Regions from separate parts of the Sus scrofa genome. Here all the other regions are linked to region 1. The links are chromatin contacts, called in public Hi-C, HiChIP or PLAC-seq and promoter capture Hi-C maps. All regions are on one chromosome and are shown on one strand. The core of a region is the stretch at or near the end of the contact, and the rest is flanking DNA. Distances in the headings are between cores, read along the strand shown. Region 1 holds the start of RBSN (rabenosyn-5). Region 2 holds the start of RPL32 (ribosomal protein L32). Region 3 holds the start of IFT122 (intraflagellar transport protein 122 homolog). Region 4 overlaps IFT122 (intraflagellar transport protein 122 homolog). Region 5 holds the start of CCDC174.

What was found. Promoter capture Hi-C pulls out the DNA fragments that hold promoters and counts their contacts. A called contact is a pair of places that touch in the nucleus more often than the background predicts. HiChIP or PLAC-seq counts read pairs in DNA pulled down with a chosen protein or histone mark.
Region 2: an H3K27ac HiChIP or PLAC-seq map of alveolar macrophages shows a contact between it and region 1. The contact joins the promoter of RPL32 here to the promoter of RBSN in region 1. A contact is called at or near these places in 2 of 2 datasets of contacts at active chromatin or transcription factors (alveolar macrophages and skeletal muscle).
Region 3: a Hi-C map of liver shows a contact between it and region 1, with 4 times the contacts expected there. The contact joins the promoter of IFT122 here to the promoter of RBSN in region 1. A contact is called at or near these places in 1 of 5 promoter capture datasets (liver), 1 of 47 Hi-C or Micro-C datasets (liver) and 1 of 2 datasets of contacts at active chromatin or transcription factors (alveolar macrophages).
Region 4: an H3K27ac HiChIP or PLAC-seq map of alveolar macrophages shows a contact between it and region 1. The contact joins the enhancer-like site here to the promoter of RBSN in region 1. A contact is called at or near these places in 9 of 47 Hi-C or Micro-C datasets (embryonic fibroblasts, epiblast stem cells, fetal heart ventricle and 5 more) and 2 of 2 datasets of contacts at active chromatin or transcription factors (alveolar macrophages and skeletal muscle).
Region 5: a contact with region 1 is called in a promoter capture Hi-C map of fetal liver, with 4 times the contacts expected there. The contact joins the promoter of CCDC174 here to the promoter of RBSN in region 1. A contact is called at or near these places in 1 of 5 promoter capture datasets (fetal liver) and 1 of 2 datasets of contacts at active chromatin or transcription factors (alveolar macrophages).

Annotation. Positions count from the first base shown.
Region 1 is chr13:69,402,315-69,405,579 of Sscrofa11.1, forward strand. It overlaps RBSN (rabenosyn-5), which reads left to right and starts at 1,681. Exons shown (of 12, transcript XM_021069366.1): 1 at 1,681-1,804.
Region 2 is chr13:68,791,736-68,795,000 of Sscrofa11.1, forward strand. RPL32 (ribosomal protein L32) reads right to left here and starts at 1,443. Exons shown (of 5, transcript NM_001001636.1): 1 at 1,423-1,443; 2 at 123-223. The coding sequence starts at 218. EFCAB12 (EF-hand calcium binding domain 12) reads right to left here. Exons shown (of 9, transcript NM_001243853.1): 9 at 2,754-3,242. The coding sequence ends at 2,984.
Region 3 is chr13:68,826,977-68,830,241 of Sscrofa11.1, forward strand. IFT122 (intraflagellar transport protein 122 homolog) reads left to right here and starts at 1,734. Exons shown (of 30, transcript XM_021069363.1): 1 at 1,734-1,894. The coding sequence starts at 1,854. MBD4 (methyl-CpG-binding domain protein 4) reads right to left here and starts at 1,583. Exons shown (of 8, transcript XM_021069359.1): 1 at 1,222-1,583. The coding sequence starts at 1,373.
Region 4 is chr13:68,874,823-68,878,087 of Sscrofa11.1, forward strand. It overlaps IFT122 (intraflagellar transport protein 122 homolog), which reads left to right. Exons shown (of 30, transcript XM_021069363.1): 16 at 3,113-3,166. Among named protein-coding and RNA genes, the nearest start is that of RHO, 32 kb to the right of the region's middle. Within about 2 kb of position 1,544, at least 26 of the 83 cell types and tissues checked have an H3K27ac peak or open chromatin away from gene starts, as enhancers often do. A contact at or near this core is called in alveolar macrophages, skeletal muscle and subcutaneous adipose tissue, where this site is marked.
Region 5 is chr13:69,917,327-69,920,591 of Sscrofa11.1, forward strand. It overlaps CCDC174, which reads right to left and starts at 1,570. Exons shown (of 12, transcript NM_001244302.1): 1 at 1,521-1,570. The coding sequence starts at 1,562.

The DNA of each region.
Region 1 (3,265 bases), core at 431-2,930:
TCGACGTGCACCACAGCTCACGGCAATGCCAGATCCTTAACCCACTTAGCGAGGCCAGGGATCGAACCCGCAACCTTATGGTTCCTAGTCAGATTTGCCAACCACTGAGCCACAATGGGAACTCCGGGAACTCCATTTTTGAGGTATACTGGACATAATGTTATATCAGTTACCATAATGATTCAATCTTTGTATATATTGCAAAATGATCACCACAATAAGTCTAACATCTGTCACCATACATAGTTACAAACTTTTTTTCTCATGTCATGAGAACTTTTAGGATCTACTCTCTCAGGAACTTTGAAATATGCGATATAGTATTATTAACTAGAGTCAACATGCTGTGTATTATATCCCAAGACTAATTTGTCTTATAACTGGAATTTCGTACCTCTTGTCCCCCTTTGCTCATTTCTACCCACCTCCCCAAGCTTCTGCAGTGACAATGTGGAATCCTTAACCCACTGCACCACAAGAGAACTTCAGTATTTGCTTTTTCTGTTTGATTTATTTCACTTAGCCTAATGCCCAAGTCCATCTATGTTGTTGCAAACGGTAGGATTTCATCCTTTTTATGGCTAAATTGTATATATAATTTTATCACATTTTCTTTATCCATTCATTATCTGTTAATGGACACTTTGGCTGTTTCCATATTCTTGGTTACTGTAAGGAATGCTGCAACAGGCAGATGCAGCTATCTTTTGAGTTAGTGTTTTCCTATTTTTCAGATAAACAACAAGAACTGGAATTGGTGGATCATATAGTAGCTTTATTTTTTAATTTTTTGAGGAACCGCCATCCTGTTTTTCATAGTGGCTGCACCAATATGCATTCCTACCAATAGTGCACAACTGTTCATCTCATATCCTCACCAATGCTTCTTTTTGATAATAGCTCCTCTAACAGGTGTGGGGTGTTCTCTCACAGAGGTTTTGACTTCCCTTTGAAAATGCCACAGATTTTCCCTGACCGCAACGTACACACCTGGGATCGATACTCCTTCTCATTCCAGGCCCCACTCTCATGCGGTTCTTTCTATTCCAGATGTTTTCACATCCTCCAGGCTTGAGCGTTCCTTTTCTCTCTAGTGCTTGGGAGCGTTAATTGACTTTAACTTAGAACTGCAGTTGCGGGTGCAAGAGGCATTAAAGACGCCTCACTACCTCATTCATTGTGCACCCCCGTCAAGCGCTAAAGAACTACAGGATTCAGTTTTCTTTTTTTGCTTTTTAGGGCCACACTTGTGGCATATGGAATTTCCCAGGCTAGGGGTCTAATCGGAGCTACAGCTGCAGGCCCACACCACAGCCGCAGCAATGCTGGATCCCAGCCGCCTCTGCGACCTACACCACAGCTCACTGGCAAACGCTGGCGAGCCCAGGGATGGAACCAACCAGCATCTTCATGAATACTAGTCGGATTCGTTTCCGTTGGGGCACAATGGGAACGCCTCAGTTTTCTCATCTGTACAGTGGTGTGCATAGTCAGGGACGGGGTCTAATGCTCGGCACCTAACAACCTGGGGCGTCAAAAACCTCGTAAAATGGCAGAGCCCCCGCCCCCTGCCACTTCTAAGAGCGCCTTCGCTGAAGCCGCAGCTGTCCGTGCCTGGGGAGTCTGCCCACCCCTCGAAGACTCGGCGCTCTTCCGGCGTCTGTCAGCCTGCCTTCCGGTTTGGGCGCCGTCGCAGGCGCGCCTGCCGAGCGCCGAGCAGTCGATGGAGATGGCGGTCGCTCCTGCGTGAGGGGCCGCGGAGGCCCAGAACTCGGGTCTCAGGACTGCGAGCCCGCGGGAACCGGTGGGGTACCGATGGCTGGGCGTGCGTGCGGGGTGGGATGGGGTGCGGCTCCCCTCAGGAGCCGGCCGGGGGGCGTGGGACCCGTGTGCAGTGGTGGGTGGGACGTGCGTGGTGGGCGCTGCAGCTCGCGGGCCGCGTTTCCCTCACGGGCCGACGATGATTGGACCCTGGTTGTGTGGTTGCGCTGGGCTGTGGGATCTGCGGTTGGGCGCCCAGGTGGTTGTGTTTGAGTCTCTGCTTGTGGGAGGTTAAGGTGTTTGAGTTCAGGGTTTGTATGGCGTCCGCGTGAAGGTGTCGTGTGTGCCCTGTGAGGACGAGTCTTTCCCGTCCTGTGTAGTGGTGCGGCGGGTGCGCTTCGTGTTGAGTTACGTAGTGGCTGGCGCGTGGCCCTGTAGGTTTTATTCGTGGTTTTGAGGTGATTTAAGTTGTTAGGGGCTCGCATATGTTGTGGATGTGGGAGCTGGCTCTGTGGTTTGTGGTCGATCCCTTTGGTTTGTGGTGGGTGTCTGGTTATGTGATTGCACGGGTCGTGGCCGTTCATTCATTCACTCACTCATGCGTGGAGCGTTGTTGCCTGCTCGGTGGTTTGTGCGGGGCACTGAGCCCCACCTTGGGGTGTGGTGGTGGGGGTGTGGTGGTGGGGAACGTGGCCCCCGCCCTCCAGACCTGTAGGCTGATAGACTTGTGTACCTGTGATTACAAATTGAGATAAGTGCTGTGAGGAGAGGTGCAGGGCCGCCCCACAGGAGACTGGAGGCAGGGTGGGTGCCTTGGCATGCGGGGGATGGTATGTGCTGGAATTGTGGTTGGTAGGGTCAGGCGTGGGAAGGAAGGGAGCTCAGGTCAACCGCTGTCTAGGGAGGGGCCAGGAGCTGCTGTTTCAGCGACCATCAGGGAAAGGGGCTGAGAGGTGCATGTAGGGCTTTTTAGTTAGAGGAAGAACACAGAGACCTCGTGTTTTGTTTGTTTATTTTCTGGGTCATTGCCAGAAATCAGTTTCTCCTGGGTGGCCCTCTAAGCAGGTCATCCACAGCTCAAAGCTGAGGGACATTCATTCTGCCTCACAATCTCTTGTAATTTGTGGCCTCAGGTTCTTGGGGGGAAGTTTCTTGTTTTTGTGGAATGGTTTTGTCTGGGTTCTCCTGGCTGGAAGTCTTTGTGAAGTGACATTGGAAGTGATAATACTCGAAAATGTAACTTATTAATCCCTGAATTCTTAAAGCATCAAATTCCTTTATTTTTGAAGTAGTGAGAGCATTAGGCTTGCTGGTTCATAAAATCTAGTAAATTTACTTGAGAAAAACTACTCTACAGATGTAAGACACAAAATAGATTTTTCTTTTTGATCACAAAGTTTCTAAGGCTCTTCTTTACGGTTGAGATTTTTCTTTGGTTTGGTTCGGTGTTTTTAGGGGAGATGCTATCTCTTTTTTGACATAGGTGCAAGAGCTCCATACATGT
Region 2 (3,265 bases), core at 193-2,692, 610 kb before region 1:
GCTACAGAGCTTTGCCACCAGACACAGACCAGCTCATCTACCAAAAACCATCTTCTGAGGTGGGGATCCCAGAAACCCAACAGCCTTTCTTCACCCCGACACTCCCATCCCTGGCCATATACCTTAATTTTGACATATCGGTCTGACTGGTGCCGGATGAACTTCTTGGTCCTCTTTTTGACGATCTTGGGCTTCACAAGGGGTCTGAGAGCAGCCATGATGCCTAGAGAAAGAGGCAAAAGACCAGTCAACAAGTCTCAGAAGGAGGCTTTCCTGCAGGGGCTTGAACACTGTTGCAGAGTGTCTTCCAATCACCAGCTACCAAGCAAGCTAGGAATGGAATGGGTACCTCTGCCAGGCTTGCTGTCCCTCCCGACTCCGAAGCTGGCAGAATACTAGCCATTCTCCAGATGCGATCCTGGGAGGTAAGGGGTCACCTCACCCACTCAAAAGCTAAGAAATAATGCCTAAAACCAACAGCAAAGGGTAAATCTGTAGAGAAGCAGTAAGTCCCATTCGAGTCTCAACTGCAGGCCAGGGGCAATCCACATGACCCCAAATCTATTTCCTCACTGTAAGATGCAGATATTGCACATTCAACACTTGCAGTGCCGGGACCAAGAAACCTGTAATTACCCTAGGAGGCTGCTAACACTCAAAGGACACCCCAAAACTGTGAGGTTCTTCTAAAGTGCCTGGAGGCCTTGGAACACACCTGGTCATCACCTTAAAATGTCACCTTCCTCAAGGCCTTCCCGCTACCCTATTTTTACTACTGTAGCACACTTTCTCTCTGTTCACGTTCATCAATATCTTTGCCCAGCACAGAGCTGGGACTCAATTTGTCCAGAAAACGAACGACCTCCTGCCCCCAATGGTCTCCTCAAAAGACAAAACGCAGTCCAACATTCCCAGACATCCCGACCCGACACCAAAATTTCGGTTAACTGAACAAGTCGACTCGCAGTCGCGTTTTGTTTTGCTTTTGCTGATCCCCCCCACCGCAGCAACCCCAAGGCCAGAAACTGGAGAGAAGCGAGCGCCGAGATGAGGATTCAGACAAACACAGGTAGGCAGACATCGCTGAGGGGGCGAGGCGATAACTTGAGCTCAGAGCCGTTAGGCCTGAATCACTCATCGCTCCGCGACCCCCAGGAACTCCTTAGCGCGCGGCGTCCCCAGTGCTCATACAAGCTGTTCGTAACTGACCCCAGGTGGCCTCCGTAGGAGGCAAGGGAGCCCTGCGAAGGGAGCCGCCATCACCGCCAGGCCGCTTCGCTCTGTTCTTTGTACGCGCTCCAACCGACCGACAAGGACAATGCCCACCCAGACGACCGCTCGGAAGGTTAGGCCTCCTTAACAGGGCACGATGGAGCCAGATGGACACCACAGAAATGCGGATGGCCAACGATTAACACTCACCAGGCGGGCGATGGCTGCCACCTCCGTAAGGCAGCGCCGAGGAAGAGAGGGAAGGGTGCGCGCGGGGGCTGATGGGACTTCACCTCTGGGTCCCGGCAGGGAAAAGAGGAGCACTTCCGGCTATTGGTCTTTCAAAGAAACTAAAGACACGTCAGAGGAATAATTCTGAAAAAACGTCGAGAGCCACCTGTGTTTTCCTAGACATTAATATCTAGGAGTATCTCTGAAAATTTTCGTGCCTGCTGATGGGACAACGTAAAAATTTGGAATTCTTTTTGAGCTTCTAAGACCTGGCGAGGAGGAGCCACTTCCGCCAGGAACTGAAGCCGCCCTCCGCAGGATTATCCAGTTTTTAGATTATTTCCGCCCACGTTTTTTCTTTCGACGTGCGCCTCTTAGTGGCCTGGAGGGAATAAAACAGTGACTGCGGAATTCCCCCACGTGAATTTAAAGAGCAAATAGACTGTGTAACAGCTCTCATTCAATGGGCTTCTCACAGTTCTGTGAAGGTAGTTCTATCAATTTCCCCATTTTACAAGTGTAGAGAGTGAAGTTTGGAGTTTTTACTCCAAAAACCACACTTCTGACCATAAGGCTAAACTGTCTAGTTTTTAATTGTTGTTCTTGGCTTGCTTCGTTTTAGCTTTTGTTTTTAAGATTGCTGTGAAAATCAAATTTCAGAGAAAAGAAGCCCCTTGATTCCACAATCCGAACATGATAGGGTTATCATGTCATCAGTGACCTGAGGTAGAGAAGTTCCAGGCCAGCTGGAGACCAAAGCTGAAGGGGATTGTGTTGTCGACTGAGTGATGGGTGAGAAGGGAAGGGAGTGAGTGTTGACAACTCCTCCCTGACATTTTGACTGTGGAGGGGAGTGTGAGGAGACCCAGAAAAGTGAACCGTGAAATGTGAAGTGAAGGTCTGGTCCAAGGTCACACAGCTCACCACCTGGGGAATCCTGCTGGTCCTGGGGGCTGAAGGAGTCAGCTGGGGTTCCAGGCAGGAAGGCACTGTGCTAACAGCAGCCCACATGGTGTGTGCCATGAAGGAGAAGGTCTTGACAGGGTCAGGTGAGTGAAGCGGGTGACCAGTCATGAACAATTGGGCATTCTTGCAGTTGTGAAGGCCTAAGAAATTTAGAAGAATGACCCAAATGGCTTAGACCTTGCAGGATGAGAGACTTGCTGCTACTTATTTGAGGGGGGCACAGGGGCACCACACTGCCTGCTGCTTCCCAGTAGGCACCGAGACCCAAGATAAGAGGCTCAGGACCTCAGCTTTCCAACACCCCTCTGGCCACAGCTCCTAAGCAAGAAGTCACATCAGCTGGATCACAGCAACTCCATCCTGCTTTATTTCAAAAGAACAAAGGTCAGGAGAGGGAAATAACAACCACAACTTTCCCTGGACTCATCTGCCCTCTGAGACCCTGGACACTTTGGGATGACTTCCCACTGGAACAGTTTCTCCCGTCCGGCTCTCTAATATTCTCCCGCGTCTTTGGCCCTGGGCTGCTGACTGCTCTGGCTGTGGCCCCAAGGTTGGCTAGGTTTGGCAACACCTAGTTGATGTGATAGATCTCAGGGGCATCGTAGTAGGCACAGGTCATGTAGTTCATGGCTTTAATGGGCCACCAGTGGTTCGGGTGGTAGGTGACTGAGTAGGCTTGGGGCGTGCGTCGGACACAACTGAACAGTGCCAGGCTGCGGTCCACGGTCATGGTGGGTAGGTAGAGCTGCAGCTTGTCCAGGAGGTGACCCGGCCAGAAGAAATTGGGATGAGTTCGCTGAGGACCACTAGGCCTCTTTTCCTTCAGCTTTCTGGAGAGTGGGAAGACAAGGGG
Region 3 (3,265 bases), core at 484-2,983, 580 kb before region 1:
CTTGGATCCTGCGTTGCTGTGGCTCTGGCGTAGGCTGGCGGCTACAGCTCTGATTCAACCCCTAGCCTGGGAACCTCCATATGCCGCGGGAGCGGCCCAAAAGAAATAGCAAAAAGACCAAAAAAATAAAAATATGAACCAATAGCTAAGCTCTTAACCTAGGGATCAACTGAACAGCTTAAAGGAGTCAGTGAGACACCCTCCTCTGCCACAAATAAGTGATGTAAAATTTGTATATATATGTGCATATATATGTAACCAATTTCTAATACAGAATTTTCAAATTCTCTTTCATTCTTGAGCCAATAGCCCTGTGAAGTAGGAATAATAAGGACTACTCTCATTTTACTGATAAAAGTGAGTGAAGGGAAGATTAAGTTACTTGCAGAAATGATTCCAGAACCTAGGTCTACTAAATCTTGGTCTAATACTTCTTCCCTTGTACTAGCATTGAAAAACTTTAGTTAGTGTATCCTAATCACTAAATCACATATGCTAAAAGTTGGCTGGGTCTACAGAGATGTCTAACCAACCTCTTTTCTACAAATAGGGAAATTAAGTAAGAGCTAGTTACTAACTAGAATTAGAATTAAGGTCTTCTGATGTGATGTGGGATTAAATAATTTAGGGGAGCTGGGTGAGTGGATCTTAAGAAATCATACGGTTCACAATTTTGGAGATAAGAAACTGAATATTGGTGAAAACAGCACAAACTTTAAAATCAACAGACTAGGTTCAAATCCCAGCTCTGCCATTTACTAGCTGCATTCAAGATCAAGTGACTTAACATCTCAAAGTCTGTTCCTCCATTTGTTAAAAAAAAAAAAAAGACCTAATACTTCCTTTAAGGTAATTCTGAGGATTAAAGGTTTTTTTTTGGGGGGGGTAGGTAAATTATCTTAGCCCCACACCGCATATACACAAATACTTAGTAAGTGTCTGTGGTTTTTTTCCCTTACCTCTCATTGGACCGGTTTCTGGGGCGCCCCTGGCTCCTTAACATGACATCTCCTCCAAAGTCTTCCTAGGATCCTCCAACCCAAGCAGTCGTCTCCCAGCACTAGGAAACCTTCCTGCTCCACCCAGCTCCCATGTCATTTCTGGGGACGAGGTCGGGAGCCGACCCCTCCAGAAGAGCACCTGATCCCCAGCCCCGGCTCGCTGGAAATAACTCTGGGCCTCCACGTCTCCGCCGACCCCAGGAGAGAAAGGCCCACCCACCTACTCCCTCTCTCCCATTTTTCAGGTGGTGAAACTGCGGCCCGAAAGGGGACAATGACTTGCCGGAGGTCACAGGGCCGGTCTGAGTCTAGGCGCTCAGTGGCGGTGATCAAAGGTGCAGCTCCGCAGTCCCCGGGGCTCGGACTCTCCATCCTAGCCGTGCCCCCCTAAGCGAGATCCAGCTGTAGCAACGGGCCGAGAGGCTGCGTCGCTCTGAGTGAGGAGCGGAGTAAGATGTGAAAACTTCTCCAGCTCTGAGCGATAGGCTGGAACCAAAAGATGAAGGTAGTGAATGTCTTTCATACGCCTCAGCTGCTTTGCGGCCGCCCCCTGGTCCACAGGCGCCATTTCCACGGCTCACCCAATCCAATCCTTTGTCGAGAAAGACGCACCGCCCCCTCACCTTAGGGGTGACCAATCGCGCGCGCCCTAGTCGTGCAGACATCTTCAAGGCTCGGGTTCCATTGTTCAAGCCCTCTCTTTCAGACATGCGCACTCGGAACGCTCGGCTTCGCGCGTAGCTCACTGCGCATGTGCGTTGCCAGGGGTAGCGCAGGTAGCCGAAGTGGCTCGCGGCTTGAGGCCTGTTGCCGAGGTGGGGAGGTGGGGCCGGAGGTGTGAAGCGAGCCGCTATGAGGGCCGTATTGACGTGGAGAGATAAAGTGGAACAGAGGTTAGGAGTGGGGCAGTCCGGGAGGAGCGGGAGGCCAAGCCCCAGCGGGATAGCGGGCGCCATTGCGTGAACCCCGGTGGTTGCCACGGGCAACGGGCCTGTGGCTCAGGCAGAGGATAGTGAGCCCCGAGAATCAGCGTCTGAGAGGTCGCCCCCCAGCCCCTTTTCGGATGGACACTGAGGCCTGGAGAGGGAGCAAGGGCAGTTCTGCGCGTGAGGTAGTGGTCTGTCGAAGTGGTTTTACACATAGTCATAACCTGGTCTTGTCTTTTTCTTACTCAGAATCCATCCTGGGCTCGTCTTAGACCCATGACAGTATTTCTCTAACTTCACCACTTTTGCCATATCCACACATTACCTCTACTCTTTTTTGCTTGACTTTTCTTCTAAATTTCCTCATTTATTTTCGTTTAAATATAATTTTACAAGGAAACTTTATTACGCCATATATGAAAACCAGTTTTCATTTGCTATAAATGTAAGTTAACTGTAACTTAAAGCTGGGAGAAACGAAACGGTGTTAACACGGTATAGCTAGATACCGTTGCTAGGGAGTCTTTAAACCTTCATTTGGAGATTGAGCAGGTGTTGTCCGTGAGGTGCTTGAGATGAAAAGCATCAAATCATGACTTTCTCATGTATTTTATTAGAAGGCTTGAAAGAGACTTGAAAGAGAATGACTTTCTCACTTTATGATTCACTGTTGTTTAATGTCCTATTCCACTTTTATCACCTAAATCTATCATGTAAGGATTCCTTTTGCAGGGAATACTGACTTATTGGGTAGTTTTCCTCAGCCTGACTTTCACAGTCTTCCTCCATGATCTTTTCAACTTCATTGCGAAGCCTCCGTTTGGCTAGTGGCCTTCCCTCTCTTTTCTTGGGCCTTTCTGTGTGAGGAAAGCACATCTTCCTTCATCTCCTTACATGGAAATCCTAAACATCCTTAAGGCTCCGTTTGGAGATGATTACTTTCTTTACACTAGTAAAAGCTAATGCTTACTTGGTGACTTTGTGCCAGGCACTGGCTAAGAACTTTGTATCTTTTATCTCATTGTCACCTAACAACAGCCCTCTAAGGTAGGTACTGTACTTACTTCTCTTTCACGGATGAGGTGACCGATTCACAGAGGGTGGAAAATTTGCCAAGGTAACACAGTGAGTAAGTGGTGGAGCTGGGAGTTCCCCTAGTGGCTCAGTGAAAACAAATCCTACTAGTAACCATGAGGTTGCGGGTTCGATCCCTGGCCTCTCTCAGTGGGCGAAGGATCCGGCCTTGCAGTGAGCTGTGGTATAGGTCACAGACTTGGCTCAGATCCTGCGTGGCTGTGGTGTAGGCCCACAGCTGTAGCTCCGATGCGACCCCTAGCC
Region 4 (3,265 bases), core at 294-2,793, 530 kb before region 1:
TCCTCGAAGGGTCCCTTGAGGAGGCCAGAGGGGGTCCAGGTGATGTGTGGATAGGCAAATGCCCCCTGTCGTGGGCTCAATTTAGATTGACGTGGGCTGAGATCCCAGCTCAGCCACTGCCCAACTGTGCAGTTGCTCATCTGTAGAATGAAGGTGATGACAGTCCCCATCCTAACGTGATAATGACTGTAAAGCCTGACACAGAAGGGCCCTCTGATGGATTCTGGCTGCCTGTCTTGTTAGCAGTCATCCAGGCACAGCACCCAACCAGTGGGTGCCTTTATCATGGGTATCAGCACTTACTGGTATTAGGTCGTTAGTTACACAGTGCTGGTTTTCTCGGCACTCTGCTGAGTGCATTGGAAGAAATAGTCAAGTTCTCTGATTCTGACCACAGCGTCACTCCACTCAGATGTTCATGGCATGAGTCACAGCCTTGATTCTTGGTCGTTTCCTGGCCTCATCTAGTAAAACTAGAGAGATGGTTAAAAACATTTCACCCTTTTCCACACATTGGAAAAGCCCAGCTCCATCTCTGAGATAGGTTTTCATCTGGAACCCGAGCTGGGGAAAGGAATGGCTTGAAACCCCTCTCCTCTGTTCCTCTCTCCCCTCCTCTTCCCTTGTCAGGTCTTCTTTTTGCCCATACTCCTGAGCTGGTGGGGAAGGAGTTGCAGACGTGTGTGGTGTCCACCCTGTGCTGGGGCGAGGCTTCTAGGCAGGAAAAGAAAGTGGACGGAGGCCAGGCCAGGACCCAGCAGCCTGGGTGGGGAGCAGCTCTGTCTGCTTGGGCTGGATGACCCCAGGCCAGCTACGTCTCTGGGTGCTTCGGTCCTCCCGTTCCCACAGCGGGCACAGTGAAAACACCCCCGCCATGCCTGCACAACGCAGTGTCACAAAAGGGATTTTAAAACTGCCAGTGGTTGTACAAATGCCAGGCATTATTAAAAGTAAAATCATCACACTGTAATAATTTTATTTTTAGATCTATTAAGTGTCAGGAGGATGGTAACAGAGGAGGGCTGGAAGAATGGAGAGGAGAGAGGAGGCAAGTCCAGGAAGGCACTTCCTTCTGCCCCACACAGGAGTGCCAGGAGGGGAAAAGGGTGATAGAGGACTCCTAGACTGTTTTTTTTTGTTTTTAGCCTGGAATGAAATTAGAAGTCTTCCTTAGAGAGTGTCATCTGCTTACACCCAGGCACTCAACCTCAGCCTCTTGCTGGTATCAGCCAGCCCTGCCAAGCACGGTACCTTGGGCACATCAGGTGTCAGCACGTGTTTGAAGGACAAAAACTAAACTGGAATGACCCTCCACATGTTTAATGACACTCCAACTCTGTATCCCCCAGATACTCCCTGAGAATAGAAATTACTGTGTTAAGCCCACAAGATTTTAACTACAGACTAAAACTTGATCATTTTTGCCAAATTCCAAGTGCCCACCTTTTCTTTTTCATCTGCTTTGCCAAGTCACCCAAGTACACTAGGAGGTACCGGTGTCCCCACTAGATGGCAGAGGAGAGCTGCTTAGTACGTGGGGATGCGGCCCTGCTCCGTGTTCCCACACTTCCCTTGGCTTGAGGTTATCATGGCCTTGTGACTCTGACCACTCTGACCAAGGCATCCTTGACTCTGCAGAATGTGTCAGGGCTGAAGGAACTCGGAAACAGGTTTCTCACGGTGGCAAGTCCCAAAATCCTAGCAGAGCAGGATTCCTTGCTAGCTTGTCCCTGTCCCTGGCAGCATGGCAGCAGGGAGGGTTCAGGCCCCCGGCTGGGAGTTCTCAGAGCCAGGCCTGAGACCTTGCGTGCTCCTTCTTTCCTTTCTGCCACTTTGCTCCAATATATCTGGAGACCTACTGCCTGGCAAGAAGGTATTCTGAGCCCTCCATCCCTTGCTCATGTGGACCCTGCCTGACCCGTTCAAGGGATCCCTCTCTTGTTACTGCTGTGCAAGGCTCTACTTCATCCTGCTTCCTGCTGTGGCCCATGCCCAGTGGGTCTGTGTTCTCCAGGGCGTCTGGTTCATTGTTATATAGCTCTTAGCTCAAGGAGGTTCCATGATCTGTTTAATCTCCTTGCCTCCCCTTTTAGAATATTCCGAGGGGGATGAGGGCCAGGTCCCCAGCCCCTGACAGGATGCCTGGCCCTGAAGGATGAGATGATGAAGTCACATTGTGGTCACCTGTGAGGCAGCCAGAGGCCAGATGACTTGCTCATTTCCCCATTTCTTTGGATGGAGGATGTTGTGCAGCTAAGTAGGGACACATGTGGCCAGGATTGTCATTGTGCTTTTTAAACTCTGAGGGTTCCTGGACCTGGACATTCCCCCAGGTGTGTGTCAGCCCACTTCATAGAGGGCTGTGTAAAGGAGCATGCCTGGATAGAAAGGGCAGCAAAGCCACTAAAGATCAGCCTGACGTGCAGGGTTATGCTCCTCTAAACCACTTGCAGAATCTGATAGCGCCAAGATGCTTAGCTAACTTCAATTGCCAGTGGAAAACTGCCTCAAAGTTCCTAGCAGCCCATGGGTTAAAGTCTCTGACATTACTGTACTTGTAGGATTTCCCTAAGAGTTTGGCTTCCAGGGACTGCAGTCCCTGCCTCCCCCTTCCTTCCAGAAACCATCTGTGTCCTTTGTCTCCCTCTGTGCCAGCACCACGGGCTCTGGGCACCCTGTGTTTGTGCCCCGCTGGTCAGTGTGGCTGTCCCTGGTCACTGAGGTGGGTCTGCAGTCTCTTCCCAGGCAGTCTCGCCCCATGGCTGCCACCTCAGGGCTCAGACTGGCCTTGTCTGCCCTCCTTCTTAGGGGTTCCTCCCAGCCAGCCCCATCCCTGGCTGCAGGATCCCAGCTTTGTTTCCCTAATCACAGAGTGAGTGATGAAACCAGGGCTTCTTTGCCATTCTTCGTGTGGACAGATCCCAGGGATAAAGCCGTGCCTCCCTGGGTGGCAGAACCCTCCCAAATACACGGTGATTAATCAGTGCTCGTTTCTTTCCCTCCTCATGGGCTCACTTTATAAAGCTTGACTTCCCACCCATAGCCAGTCACCCACTTGTGCAGCTAGAAGGTAGCTGATTTGCTCTTTGCTCTTTGCTCTCTTCCCCTGTAGGCCTTCACCCGAGTGCAGGACTTCCGCTATTTACAGCTCATCAGCAGCATCGAGGTGACAGATGGCGTCCTCTTCTCAGGGAAGCGCAGACATGCTGACAGTGCTGTACAGGCAGCTCTAGCAGGCGGGGCCGAGAGGACACGGGGACAGAGC
Region 5 (3,265 bases), core at 320-2,819, 510 kb after region 1:
TGGTTCCTAATCCTCAAAGATAATAGCCAGCACCAATGTTCTCTATTAGACAAGGAAAAGGGGCTTAAGTATTTGGGACACTTCAGTGTTTTCCTTCAGAGCCCTTACATCCTAACCTTCTGCAGTAAATCCAAAATTAAACCAAAGGTTAGGCAATTTGCTCTGATATAATGGAGAACAGAGCGGCTTTGGAGTCAACCAGTGTTGGAGACCACTGAACAGCTCAACTCTGCGCAAGGCAAATATCTGCTGACACAGAGTTCTAAAGTACAGGGTCTCCTACAAAGACATTATGCATCAACTATGCTATTCAATAAGCAGCTGAACTATGCCCTAGAGGTATGCACCAGTGCGAATAATTTCCTTTATTATTCACTAAGAGGTACCCTTGTCTTTGCCTATGCTTGCTCCAGCCCACTAATCTACATAAGGCATCTTCCTTAATAAAAGTGGGCTAAAACCCAGGGCCTTTGTTTCGTGGAAAGGAGTGCCTCCTGGTCTCCCACTTTCTTAATGTAAAAGAGTCTCGTGTGTTTTGTTATACCGCACCATCCCTCTTCCAGGATTCCCCATTTCCCTGTAGCGATGGACGCGGCAAACCAGACTGATTGAGCCTGGTTCTACCATGAAGAATTCTGAATGTAAGCTGGAGCAGGCCCCTTCACTTTCGGAGCCTCAATGTCATCATCCAGAAAACCGGAGATAGGGAGTTCCTGTCGTGGCTCAGAGGTAACGAACCCGACTAATATCCATGAGGAAGCAGGTTTGATTCCTGCCCGCTCAGTGGGTTAGGGATCCCGCGTTGACTGTGGCTGTGGCATAGGCCTGCCAGCAGCTACAACTCCAATTCCACCCCTAGCCTGGGAATTTCCACATGCCACGGGTGCGACCCTAAAAAGACAAAACAGAACAAAAAAAGGGTATATTACCCGCACCTTCCTCCTAAAGCAGTTGGGAGGGTTCAGCACAACAGGCTCTGGAACAAGTACTCAGAGCAGGTTTTCTTCCCAGGAGTTAACTAACTTAATAAAGCTGATTTTGTCCTGTTAGACCTGACAGCTCCAGGCCGCGCACCTCCAGGTGTATGAATATCGGGTTACTTTCTGGTCGGGGATGCGGGGCATACGGGATACTGGGAGGGAGGTAAGTCACACTCTGACATCCTGGAGGGACCATTCTGGTCCCTGAACCAAAACGGAGGATGACAGAGAGTACAGATAAGGGTCCCCTCCAACGGAAACGGAGACAAGGCTGGCAAGGAGGCCTGGCTGTCCTAGAGCGGAGGCAGGAACATTCCTAACCCGGAAAAGACGGCAGTTTCAAGCTGGTGTCTTGAGGGGCCGGCCTGGCACGGGTGCACACTGGAACGGAGACGCCCAGGCCCGGGTCCGGTCTGAGAAGAAAAGCCAGGCCCGGGGTCCCGTCTGAGGGGAGACTAACCCTGCGTCCCTGAGGGAAGAAGCAAGCTAGCCGAGATTCTTGTCCGGCGGAGGCAAGGAGAACGCGGAGCCCGTACTTACCGAGGACGCTGTGACGTCCAAAGGTTTTTTCCTCCGGTCCATCATGGCCCTAGAGTGTCCCAGCCCAAAACGAACGCTTCACGTATCCCGGCAGGCCTCGAATACCCGCTTCAAGAGCGACCGGAAGTGTCTTTAAGATAGCGACGCTGTTTACGTTTTTGTGCCATCTTGAGAAGGTCAGAACGTGGTAAGTATTGCGTCCGTGACCATCTTGAGAAGGTCTGAGAGCTCACAGAGATGAAGCTAACTCCTAAGGCCATCTTGAAGAGGGCGGGAGGTAAAAAGGCTAGTGTTGGCGCCATCTTGAGGAGGTCTACATACGGCTTTGCGGAGCAATTGGCTCCATCTTGAATGGGGAGGATTGGGTGTGGCAATGGCGCCATCTTGGGAAGGGCGTAGTGAACTAAAATGAATGTTTTCCCACTGAAAAAAAGAGATGGGTTACCAGGATCGCAAAGATCTAAATGCCATTTGAAGATCTGCTATATGCCAGGTACTGTCTGGTGCTTCTCATATGTTATTATTATTATTATTATTATTTTTTGTCTTTCTGCTGTTTTTTTGGGCCGCTCCCGCGGCATATGGAGGTTCCCAGGCTAGGGGTCGAATGGGAGCTGTAGCCACCCGCCTACGCCAGAGCCACAGCAACGCGGGATCCGAGCCGCATCTGCGACCTACACCACAGCTCACGGCAACGCCGAATCGTCAACCCACTGAGCAAGGGCAGGGACCGAACCCGCAACCTCATGGTTCTTAGTCGGATTCCTTAACCACTGCGCCACGGTGGGAACTCCTCATATGTTAATTTATTTAAATTCTCACAAGAGTCCTATAAGATAAGGATTATTAATTTTAGTGGAAATAACAATAATACTAGCTAACATTGATATAGTGCTGTGTGTCACTTTACATATTTCAGCTCCTAGGAATGTTAACTCCAGGAGTCAACCCCCTCGGTTGGAATCCCTCCTTCACCACTTACTGGCTGTATGACCTTGGAAAGTTACTTTCTATGTGTCTCATAGAAACACATATTTTTATTTCCAAAAGGGAATAAAATAGTACTTACTTCATGGAGTTCAATGAGGATTAGATGAAGTGAGCTAGTCGGTAAAAATATTAATGATGTGGTAGACAGGGTAATGACACCACCCAGCACACCCCTGAAACTATGTTTTCTTCTATGGCAAAAGGGATTTGCAGATGTGATTAAGGATTTTGAGAGAGTGAGGTCATCTAGGTAGGTCCAATGTAATCACAAGGGTCTTTGTAAGAGGGAAGCAGAAAGGTCAGAATCAGTGAAAGAGCAGATGCTACACTGTGAGCTTGGAAGAAGGAGGATGGTGCCACTGTGGAGGCATGTAGGCAGCCTCTAGAAGCTGGAAAAGACAAGGAAATGGACCCTCCTCCAGAGCCTCCAATGCAGGGCCCCTGCATCTAGATTGTGGCTTTGCAGGGCTCATTTCAGGTTTCCCACCTCCAGAGCCTTAAGAGAATACATTTGTGTTGCTTTAAACCACTAATTTTGTGGCAACAATAGGAAACTGTTACCAATGATAATGACTGAAGCAGTAGCATTTATGTGTAACTGTTTTCATGGATCATCTTGTTTAATCGTTGGAAGAATCCCAGAAGTGGGAGCTATTAACCCATTTTACTAAGGAGAAAAACAAGAAAAACAAGGCTCAAGAGGTTAAGTGACATGCCAAAGGGCATTGACAGCTAGCAAGTAATGGTGCCTACCG